2 separate regions of the Oryctolagus cuniculus genome follow, and region 2 is linked to region 1. A link is a contact called in public Micro-C data. All regions are on one chromosome and are shown on one strand. Each heading gives the region's core, a stretch centred on a gene start, on an enhancer-like site or on the middle of the called end of the contact. The rest is flanking DNA. Distances are from core to core; before and after follow the strand shown.

The links. Hi-C and Micro-C count contacts between places; a contact is called where the count stands out from the background.
Region 2: a contact with region 1 is called in a Micro-C map of ear pinna, with 5 times the contacts expected there. The contact joins the promoter of LOC127483600 here to the promoter of ZNF438 in region 1. A contact is called at or near these places in 2 of 6 Hi-C or Micro-C datasets (ear pinna and an unstated tissue).

Annotation. Positions count from the first base shown.
Region 1 is chr13:101,651,790-101,657,010 of mOryCun1.1, forward strand. It overlaps ZNF438 (zinc finger protein 438), which reads right to left and starts at 2,296. Exons shown (of 11, transcript XM_070056065.1): 1 at 2,141-2,296.
Region 2 is chr13:101,883,189-101,888,409 of mOryCun1.1, forward strand. It overlaps LOC127483600 (alanine and proline-rich secreted protein Apa-like), which reads right to left and starts at 2,332. Exons shown (of 2, transcript XR_011381726.1): 1 at 2,006-2,332. It overlaps ZEB1 (zinc finger E-box binding homeobox 1), which reads left to right and starts at 1,489. Exons shown (of 9, transcript XM_070056087.1): 1 at 1,489-1,620.

The DNA.
Region 1 (5,221 bases), core at 1,046-3,545:
CTCAAGTGTTGTCCATGATCACAATGGCAAGGGGTGTAGGGTGGTGGTGGTGAGAAGTGAGGAGATGGCAAAATTGAAAGATCAAGACCCTCTGTCAAATGGCCAGCAGTCACCACATTCCCGGGGTGGGGGTACCCGATTTCTTTATAAAGCTCCCCCAGCAAGTTTACAAGCGTGCCTTTTCTGACGCCCCCTCACCATGTTTCTGGTTCTGTGGCCATCATGGACTAGGTCAGAGGCTGCTTTACCTCCACTTGAAAGAAAAAGGAAACTGAGGCAGCAGGCAGGTTACCTTAGGATTTATCCTCCACGGTCTGGCCACCCACCAGGTCCTAAGGCGAGCCGGGACAGTGGATTCCTTAGTCCCTGAGGGAACCCTCCACCCCGGGCTCAGCGTGTCCACCCGCAGGGCCCAGGGGCTGACCCGGGGCACTGGATCCCTTAGTCCCTGAGGGAACCCTCCACCCCGGGCTCAGCGTGTCCACCCGCAGGGCCCAGGGGCTGACCCGGGACACTGGATCCCTTAGTCCCTGAGGGAACCCTCCACCCTGAGCTCAGTGGGTCCACCCGCAGGGCCCAGGGGCTGACCGGGACACTGGATCACTTAGTCCCTGAGGGAACCCTCCACCCGGGGCTCAGCGTGTCCACCCGCAGGGCCCAGGGGCTGACCCGGGACACTGGATCCCTTAGTCCCTGGGGGAACCCTCCACCCTGAGCTCAGTGTGTCCACCCGCAGGGCCCAGGGGCTGACCAGGACACTGGATCACTTAGTCCCTGAGGGAACCCTCCGCCCTGAGCTCAGTGGGTCCACCCGCAGGGCCCAGGGGCTGACCCGGGACACTGGATCCCTTAGTCCCTGGGGGAACCCTCCACCCTGAGCTCAGTGTGTCCACCCGCAGGGCCCAGGGGCTGACCCGGGACACTGGATCCCTTAGTCCCTGAGGGAACCCTCCACCCCGGGCTCAGCGTGTCCACCCGCAGGGCCCAGGGGCTGACCCGGGACACTGGATCCCTTAGTCCCTGAGGGAACCCTCCACCCTGAGCTCAGTGTGTCCACCCGCAGGGCCCAGGGGCTGACCCGGGACACTGGATCACTTAGTCCCTGAGGGAACCCTCCGCCCTGAGCTCAGTGGGTCCACCCGCAGGGCCCAGGGGCTGACCGGGACACTGGATCACTTAGTCCCTGAGGGAACCCTCCACCCCGGGCTCAGCGTGTCCACCCGCAGGGCCCAGGGGCTGACCCGGGACACTGGATCTCTTAGTCCCTGGGGGAACCCTCCACCCTGAGCTCAGTGTGTCCACCCGCAGGGCCCAGGGGCTGACCCGGGACACTGGATCTCTTAGTTCCTGAGGGAACCCTCCACACAGGGCTCAGCGTGTCCACCCGCAGGGCCCAGGGGCTGACCCGGGACACTGGATCCCTTAGTCCCTGAGGGAACCCTCCGCCCTGAGCTCAGTGTGTCCACCCGCAGGGCCCAGGGGCTGACTGGGACACTGGATCCCTTAGTCCCTGAGGGAACCCTCTGCCCTGAGCTCAGCATGTCCACCCGCAGGGCCCAGGGGCTGACCTGGGACACTGGATCCCTTAGTCCCTGAGGGAACCCTCCACACGGGGCTCAGCGTGTCCACCCACAGGGCCGAGGGGCTGACCCGGGACACTGGATCCCTTAGTCCCTGGGGGAACCCTCCACCTGAGCTCAGCGTGTCCACCCGCAGGGCCCAGGGGCTGACCCGGGACACTGGATCCCTTAGTCCCTGAGGGAACCCTCCACACGGGGCTCAGCATGTCCACCCACAAGGCCCAGGGGGTGACTAGAAGCAATCCAAGACCCCTTATCAAGGAAGGCGCGGGGCAGGACTTTGCACTTGAACTTTCTCCAGAGGCTCTCCGGGCCCCAAGGGAGAAGGTGCGGGGCCCCGCCTCGCGGGGCGCGGCCTCGCCTCCCCTGACCCCTGCTCCCTCCCGCCAGGAGGGCGCGCCCGGGCTCCGAGCGGGCACCTGTGCCTTCCAGGTTCTGCGGCTCCCCCGGCCTCCCAGAGATCAAAGGCCCCCCACAGCCGCCGCCGCCGCCTGGCCTGCCCAGGAACACACACCCGGGCCCCGCACACCCAGGAAGCTGTAGGATCCTCACAAACTTACAGTTATCCCACAGCGCGCGTCACGGCGGGCTGACGTCACCGGCCCGGCGCCCCGGCAGGTCAGTCCCCGGAGGGGCGGGGCGGGGCGCCGAGGCTCCGCCCCCTGCGCCGCGCGGGAGACACGCCCTCGCCTGGGCTGCCCCGCCCCGGCGCGACGCCAGGCGCAGGCGCACACGGTGCTGTGGCCGCGTGCCGGTGGGCTTCGCACGCACGGACGCCTGTCCCGAGAGCCCCGCCCTGGGGGCCGGGGGGGAGGAGGTAGACATGGACTGAGCGACAGGCGGCGACAGAAAACCCCAAGCCGTCGCCCTGGGGGATGGAGTAGGGTGCCGCGTGTGTGAAGTAGTTTTTCCACAGGCGCTGCCTTTGCTCGCCTCACATGTTCGTTAAAACTGCGCCACGTGTGGAAACCGCCATCTGCGCTCCCTCAGGTGCCACCGGCTCCTCAGGCTGGCGGGCTCAGCTCCGCCCCTGGCTGCGAGCAGCCCCGCCCCCGCCCGGCCGCGGGCCCGCCCACCCAGGCTGGGCCCGCCCTCCAGGCTCCGCCCTTCCGGCTGCGGGGCGCGCGCGCATGCGCACCGCTTCCGCCCTGCCTGCGACCCCCTTCCCGGTTTTTTTTTTTTTTTTTTTTTTTTGCTTCTCCCGTTCCTAGGAGATCTCTCCCGTTTGGGCTCAGGGGAGCCGCTGTGCAGTTTAATAACCTGTGAGGCGGCTGAGCACGTGTGGACAGCTCGTCGCCGGTGTAAACTTTCTCTCCCTGCCCCCCCCCACCGCTCACGTGACGCTCCCTGGCTGGGTCCGAGGATAAAAAGGGAAAATGAAGGCGCGAGGGACCGCCAACCGCAATATTAACTCCACTTCCGGTTGTGTTCTCGGTGGCCCGCCCGGTCGGAGATGCCGGGGCTGGGGGCGGGGGGGCGGATTAAAGAACGGGAAAAGCAGGCCTTGGGGGGACACGGGCCCCAAGGAGGGGGTGCTGGAAAGAGCAAGGAGCTAGACAAGGACGTGAAACCGGGGTGAACAGCCGGGAGGGGTTCCGCGGGGCAGCCCTGGACAGTGGTGCTGTTTCAGGGCAGGTTCCCCTTTCCGACGATGCCGAGGTTTCCCACGCGGTGTTAAGAAACCCTGCAGTTTTGTCTTCCTTACTCCTGTGCCTATAAAGTGTGCGCATGCGCGTCGTTCCCCCAAATTGGCATTTTGCGGAGGTGAAATGGTTTGCACGCCTCTGGGAGTAACCCGCGGGTGAGTTACACTGGCGTGGGAGTAGCCCAGGAGCGGACCACGAGGGTGTTACACTCTAACACGGGAGACTTTGGCCTCCGAAAGACGGGAATTTACTCCGTGCTTCCCGTGTTCGGTTCAGCATTCTGTTTCCTCTTGATGTCCCTGGTTGAACCCTCCAGTACTCGGGCAGAGGGCATGTCCAGTTGAAATGAGTGAGACAATGCAGAATACACTGGAATTTCTCCGGATGAGTGGCCAGACACTAGGGTCAGAAGTGTTGCTGTGAGAGCAAGTGTAAGGAGAGATGCGCCGCTTTCTCTGAGGCAGTCAGACCCCGAGACCTCGAGCTTTGGCCTTGGCCTTGGCAGGTGTGAGACCTCTACCCTGGCCCCTGGGTTTTCTCCCTAGCGGTCCCTTCAGGTTGCTACCTGCTGCCCCTGGTCGTCTGACCGCCTCTCTTTCGGTGCACAAAATGCATCCCTGGCTCCTTCTTAGCAAGCTGAGAAAAGCTGAACCTAAAATAAGAGAGAATTTGTGATACAAGGGGAAAATACATGGGGAAAAGAAACACAGTGGCGAATTTTTGAATGTTTCTTGTATGCTAAGCACGTCATCCGTGCAGGTAGGTGAGGTGAGTGTTGTTCAGAGGAGGCAAGCCATGGTGCAGAGACCAGGGCACACGGTGGCAAGACCTGCACTCATACTCCAGACCCCACAGCCATATTCACTGATCTGCCTGGGTTTCAGATAACAACCCACAGATAACAAGTAGACTATCGCTAAGATAAGCACATTTTAGCTCCAAAAGACCCCAAGGTCTGGGCCTCTTCTCCACTCTTTCCCTCCCTGTCTCCAAGGAGGATCACATTTTATGGTTCAGGTGCTCACCAAGACTTGCCAAATTGATTGTGTGACCCTGCGTGAACTGCCACCCTCAAAAACCCGAATCAGAATCCGAGATATAAACTATCAGGTTGTATCACACGTAGTAAGGGTTAATTTTTCCCCAAAATTTGGTAAACTAATGTTTGAATAATCTGTGTGTCTTCTGTGTTAGATTGTTAAATGTATCTCTCACTATGAATCTCACTCACACCAGTTGAGTAAACACGATCGTAATCACCTCTTGCCTAAACTATGTGCATGGTTCATCCTTCAGGGTCAAGGCCAAGAAAAACAAAATCCTACTCTGTAGCCCCCTTGCTTGACTCTGGAAGCTGTGAGGTCTGGTCTGAAAGATTACTTCCCAGATAATCAACACAATAATCAAGTCACTCTTGATTTGAGGAAGGCTTTTTGCCTGTAGCGCAAACCCAGAGTGTATTAATAATGTAAAGAACATGTATAGGAGCTGGCATTGAACTGCTGTCTGAGATGCCAGCATCCCACATGGGTTCTGGTTCCTGTCCCAGCTGCTGGCCTGAGAGGAGCAGCAGAAGATGGCCCAAGCGTTTGGGCCTCTGTCACCCACGTGGTAGTCTGAAATGAAACTCCTGCTTCTTGGCTTTGGCTGGGCCCAGCGCCGGCCATTGCAGCCATCTGGTGAGTGAACCAGTAAGTGTAAACAGAGAGAGTTTCTCTCTCTGTTTCTCCTTCTCTATCTGTAATTTTGACTTCCAATAAATAAATCTGTATTTAAATATGTATAAATCAAGATTTGAAAAGGGGTGAGTGTTTGGCACAGCAGGTAATAAGTTGCTTGGAATACTGACATCCTATATTGGAGTACCAGGATTTGGGTTCTGTCTCAGCTCCAAATTCCACCTTCCTGCTAATGTGCACCCTGGGAGGCGGCAGGTGATGGCTCAAGTACTTGGGTCCCTGCCACCCACATGGGAGACCTGGGTTAAATTCCTAA
Region 2 (5,221 bases), core at 1,082-3,581, 230 kb after region 1:
CTGGCCCAAACTAACTAAACCAGTAAACACTAAAGTAAAAAAGACGATGACTTCTACTCAGTTTGTCTCCTCACTTTGTCCATGATTTCAAGGTGATGATGACGACAGAAAGAAATTTGCTTGGGGAGGCACAGGCCAGAAAGAGAAAACGGCACGTGTAAGAAATTTAAGGGTCGGTAAAGCATGTGCTAGTTATAAAATATCTTTTGATTTTCTGGCTAGGAATCAAGGTGGGTGTAAAAAAAAAGTTGGGGGAGGGGAGTGGGCAAATACTGGCAAAAGGAGTCTGTGACATGATTCGGAAGGCAACGTTAGAACACTACAGAGGTCTTAAAGAGGGGCGTGTGTGTGTGGGGGGGTGGTTATCACTGATCTAGGCGCAGAGGGGACACTTCCAGCTGACATGGTGTCGAGGAAAGTGAGGACTGCCTGTCCCTAAAACCGTAATAAGGGCTCCGGCTTTGACACTGATGGCTCTACCCAGCTACACAGATATAATGCATAGCAGGGAATTACTTACAGTCCGTGTGCACGCACCAAGAAATAACGCATTTACCTGGGAGAGAAAGTTCTCATCTGTATTCAGGATTAAACTTTCTCATTCTAAGCCACCAGGCTTTGGCTCTAAGGGTATTTCTGCTGCAAGGTTTAAAGAAGTGATCCATGAAATCTTCTAAAATTCTGGAGAGTGCTGAAGAGATAATTTTCACATAACAAAAAATAAAAAAAAAATCCTGTCGTGGGCATGGCCAACAAATTCTAGGCACAAACTAACTGAACACCTACTACGCGACCCAGCACAACGCTGGCTGGACGCGACTTCTAACACGGTCGCGCGACTCCTCCCTCGCGGTCCGCACAAAGCCGGCGCGGCTGCAGGCGGCAGGAAGAGTCAGCCAACTCCGAATCCGGGGTGCCGGAGGTGCCTCCCGGCGGGGCGTCGCGTGCCCAGGGTCTTTCGGGGACCCCCGAACTCGCGCAGCGGCGGCGAGAGCCTGCCGGGCGGCCACGGCCCGCGGCTGCCGCCCACGGCGAGTGCGAGGGGACGGCAGGTGACGGCCCGGCGCCCCTGAGGAAGTGAGGCCGGCGCGGGGCGGCTCCTCCTCACCCCGCTTTCCTGCCCGGCGCGCCCGCGAGCGGAACTCGGCGCCCCGGGCCACGCGGGGGCCGGCGGCCCAGGTAGCCTCCCGGGCGGCGCCGCGGGTCCACGCCGCGCGGGGCCGGGCCCCCACCGCGCACCCGGAGCGCGCCCCGAGGACGGGCGCGGGGGTCCCGCGGGGGGACGCGAGCCTGCCCCGGGCGGCCACGGCGGGTGTGGCCAGCGCCGCGCGGCAGCTCGCCAAGGCGCCTCCGACTTTTTACCTTTCCCGCTCCCACACACAGCTCGTCGCCCTCGTGACCACCCCCCCCCACAAGCCCGCGCCCCGTCCCCACGCACCCCCGCCACCCCCCACCACACCTGAGGAAAAGTTCTTTTCCCTCGCCCCTCGCATTCAAACTCCACGGCGTCCGCGGTGGCCGCAAACCATCCCGTCCCTAGCAACGAGGTTCCGGCCGTAGAGCGAGCGCCTCTAGGTGTAAGGAAGGTGATGTCGTAAAGCCGCGAGTGTCGTAAACCAGGTGCGGTGGGGAGGGGGAGGGGGAGGGGTGGAGGCGGAGGGGTTGGTGGGGGGGGAAGGGGGAGGGAGGGAGGGGGAGGAGGTGACTCGAGCATTTAGACACAAGCGAGAGGATCATGGCGGATGGCCCCAGGTGTAAGCGCAGAAAGCAGGCGAACCCGCGGCGCAATAACGGTGAGCGGCGGAGGGGCCCGGGGAGCGGCGGAGTCCGGGGGAGCCGGGCGGCCGGGGGGCGCCCCCGGGGGGGAGGGGGGCGCGCCGGGCCGGGGGCGGCCGGGGCAGGGACGGGCAAAGTGGAGTGGGAAAGTAGAAAGTAGTGCTCTCTGCCCCCCTCCGCTGCCGGCGCGGCGCCGCGGCCGCTCGCCCTGAACCGTTATGTCTCTTACCTGGGCTCTCTCCGCCTAGCGGCTCCCGCCGCCCCTGCCGCCCGCCGGGACCGTTAGCCGCCGCCGCCGCCGCCGCCGCATCCCCGGCGCGGGGCGGGCGGCCACTTTTCGGGTCGCGGCGGGAGCGGCTGTTGCTTCTCGCCGCACTTTTCTGCCCACTCTGCGGCCCCTCGGCGCCTCCCCCCTCCTTCTCCCCAGCCCTCGCGGCGCCCCTGCTCCCCCAGCGCCCGGGCCCCCCGGGGCAGCCGAGCAACAAACTTGTGCCCGGCGCTGGCCGCGCCGCGCGGCTTCCGCGGCCGGCGCTCGGGCCGGGCCGGGCCGGGCGTTGCGGGCGGCGGCGGCGGCGGCGGCGGCGGGACGGGCGGCCGCGGGCTGCGTGTCGTCCGTGCGCGCGTGTGCGCGGGCGCCGGCGGTGCGCGGCCGGGCGGCGGTAAAGTTGGGAGCGGCGCGCTGGCGGCATTGGGGCGGGGGGTGCTGGTGGTCCCTCAACGCCCCCTCCTCGCCGCGGCGCGTTCGGGCCCCTCCCCGAAGCCTGGAGCTCCGGGGCAGGAGCCCCCCGAGAGGGAGGTCCCCACGGTGCGGGGGAGCCGGCGAGGGGGCACCGGGCAGCTGCTTGCTGCGGGGGGAGCCCTGTGTGTGTGTGTGTGTGTGTGTGTGTGGCGGGCGTGTTGGTGGAGTTGTTACCTGGGCTTCGGGACCGGGGAGCCCCGCACACAGCTCGGGTCCCCCTCTCCTCCCGGGGACGCCGCCCCCACCCCCCACCCCCGGGGGGGGGTGCCTTGGGAGTGGGGGCGGCTGGGCTGTGTGTGCGTTCGCCCCCGGGGCTTTTTTCATTTTTTTTTTTCTCTTTCGGTTTTTTTTTTTTTTGGGGGGGGGGGGAGCGGGAGTTGTTACCTGGGCCGGACGCACGGAGCGCGGAAGCCGGAGACCGGCGGGGGGGGGGCTCGCTGGGGGGGCATCTCCGGCGGGGGAGGGGGCGGGCGGACCCACGGACGCCCGGGTCCGCCCGCCGCAGTGTGTGTGGATGCATGGGTGCCGGTGCGCCAGGGCAGCGCGCACCCCCGGGAGCATGTGGCGGCGGCCGCCCGCGCGGGTGGCAGTTGCGGGAGACGCTGGAAATCGCCGGCGGCCCCGGCTGGGCGCGGGGTCCGCCGCGTGGTATTGTCTGCGCGGGGCCCCGCGGCCCCCGCCGGGTACCTGTTTGTCTCGGAATGGGCGGCGACGGCCGTGCTGCGGCCGCGGCTATATAAGGAGTGACGCGCGCACGGCTCGGACCCGCCGGGGCCGCTCGGGCTCCTGCGTTATTTTTAAAAGGAGTTGTTGGCTTTTCTTATTAATTTTTTTTCTTTTTCCTTCCAAGCCAGGGATGGGAGAGTTGGTGGGGGGGCGGGGAGGACCCAAGGCGCCTGCCTTGGGATCGCGGTGGCTCCCAGATTTAAAAAAAAAAAAAAAGCAGCACCACTGGGGGCCATGGGCGTCTCGCGGACAGGTCGCGCGCGCCGCCCCCGCGCCCGGTGTCCCCGGCGGCGGCTCGGGTGGGCAGTCGGCGGTGCGTGTGCGGGGGGCGGGGGTCTCCCGCGCAGCGCAGGGGCAGGTGCGGGAGGCCCTCCCCCGGCAGGAGCATGCCCGCGCCGGCGTGGGTCGGGGGGCTGCGCGCTAGGTGGGACCGCGAGGTGGCTGCCGGCGTTCGTTCGTCATCGCGGAGCGGCGAGCTGCCGCCGCCAGGAAGGGAGCCCGGGCGGCGACGGCGACCTTAATTTCCTGTCGCAGCGCGCCGGCGGTCGGTGGAGGTGGCTTTTATGAGAGGTAAGTGGGTTCGCGCGGCGGGCCGTGGGGGCTCCTCCGGCTGCTGACGACATGTGTGTGACACGCGGGGCTGAGCCGGCGCGCGCCTGTGCGGCCGCTGTCAACATGTTTACCTGAGCGGGGCGGAGCGGGCGGCCGCCCTTCTCCCCGAGGCTCGCGGTGGGCATATCAACAGATGACTGAGGTGGGAGAGGCCCTGCGGGGAGCTGCGGGGAGCCGCCGCGAGAAGGAGGCCGGGGCCGCTGCAGCAAATGGCAACTTGTGCAGGTAGAAAAAAAAAAAAAAAAAAAGATGGTGTTCCGCTGCGCTGCGGGCCCTCCGTCGTCCCCGGTCTGCTGGGGGAGGGACCCGTGCGCCCCGCTCGCCGGCCCGCCGGCGGGGCTTCTCCTTTGTGCTCCGATCCGCAGAGGAGCTGAGCGGGCAGCGGCCGGTCCGCAGTGTGCACGACGCTGGGAAAACAAAAGGTGTCTGAGATAGCGCTGTGCCACCACAGGTACCTTCCATGTTCGTCACTTTTCACTCTGTCCTCCCATCTCTTTTTGTTCTCAGATGCGTTTCGCTCGTCGCCGATGGGTCCAAGCCGTGCTGTTTGATGTTAGCCTCGTTATTTTGCAAATTAAAAAAAAATATATATATATATATATATGAAGTTACGGGCCATTGTGTCGTGAGACCTCGGGTTAGGTGCCGCTTGAAAATTCTTAGCAATGCGGTCATATTTCGAGTTGCAGACGTGTGTTGAACAGAATTGCTCAGGGGGGAAAATGTTAACTGCTGAGTCGTTGGTACGAGGCAGTGAGTGGTCGCTGGTCCCAACGGTGGGAGATGGCCATGGAGACACTTTGTTACTCATTTGTGAATATTATTGGATTCATTTTGAAATAAGGGGTGCGGATTGTACGGCCCAGCCTCTGGCAGAACATTTCCGTCTCCTTTCTGGAATCTGCCTGCGGGCCGGGATGTTAACGGGGCAGTAGCAGGTGCCATCGCTTGGCAGGGGTGGACCGGCCGAGCCACGTTCAGCCGGAGGGAGCATCAGACCTGGTGCGGTACCTATGGTGATGACGTGAGCCCTCCGTAAGGGCGCCACATCAGAGCTCCTTAGACTCATTTTTGCCAGTTACAATTGAATGCTTTGCTGCAGTTTTAAAATCTGCCTTTTCTCATTCTCCGCTTCCTATGTAATGCGTTTTTCTTACTGTTCTTGCTTCGGAGGGGGGCGGGGATACACCCCAGGTATTGCGTGCTAGACCACATGCTGATTAATTCACTTGACTTGTCCTGGAATAGCAGGTACATAGCTTTCTGTCATTAGCGCCATTCCGCCTTGCTGTCTTTGCAAACCACCAGTAGAGGATGCTAACAAAAATGATTATTAATGTAGCAGGATCCTAAGTGTCTGTGTCTCTC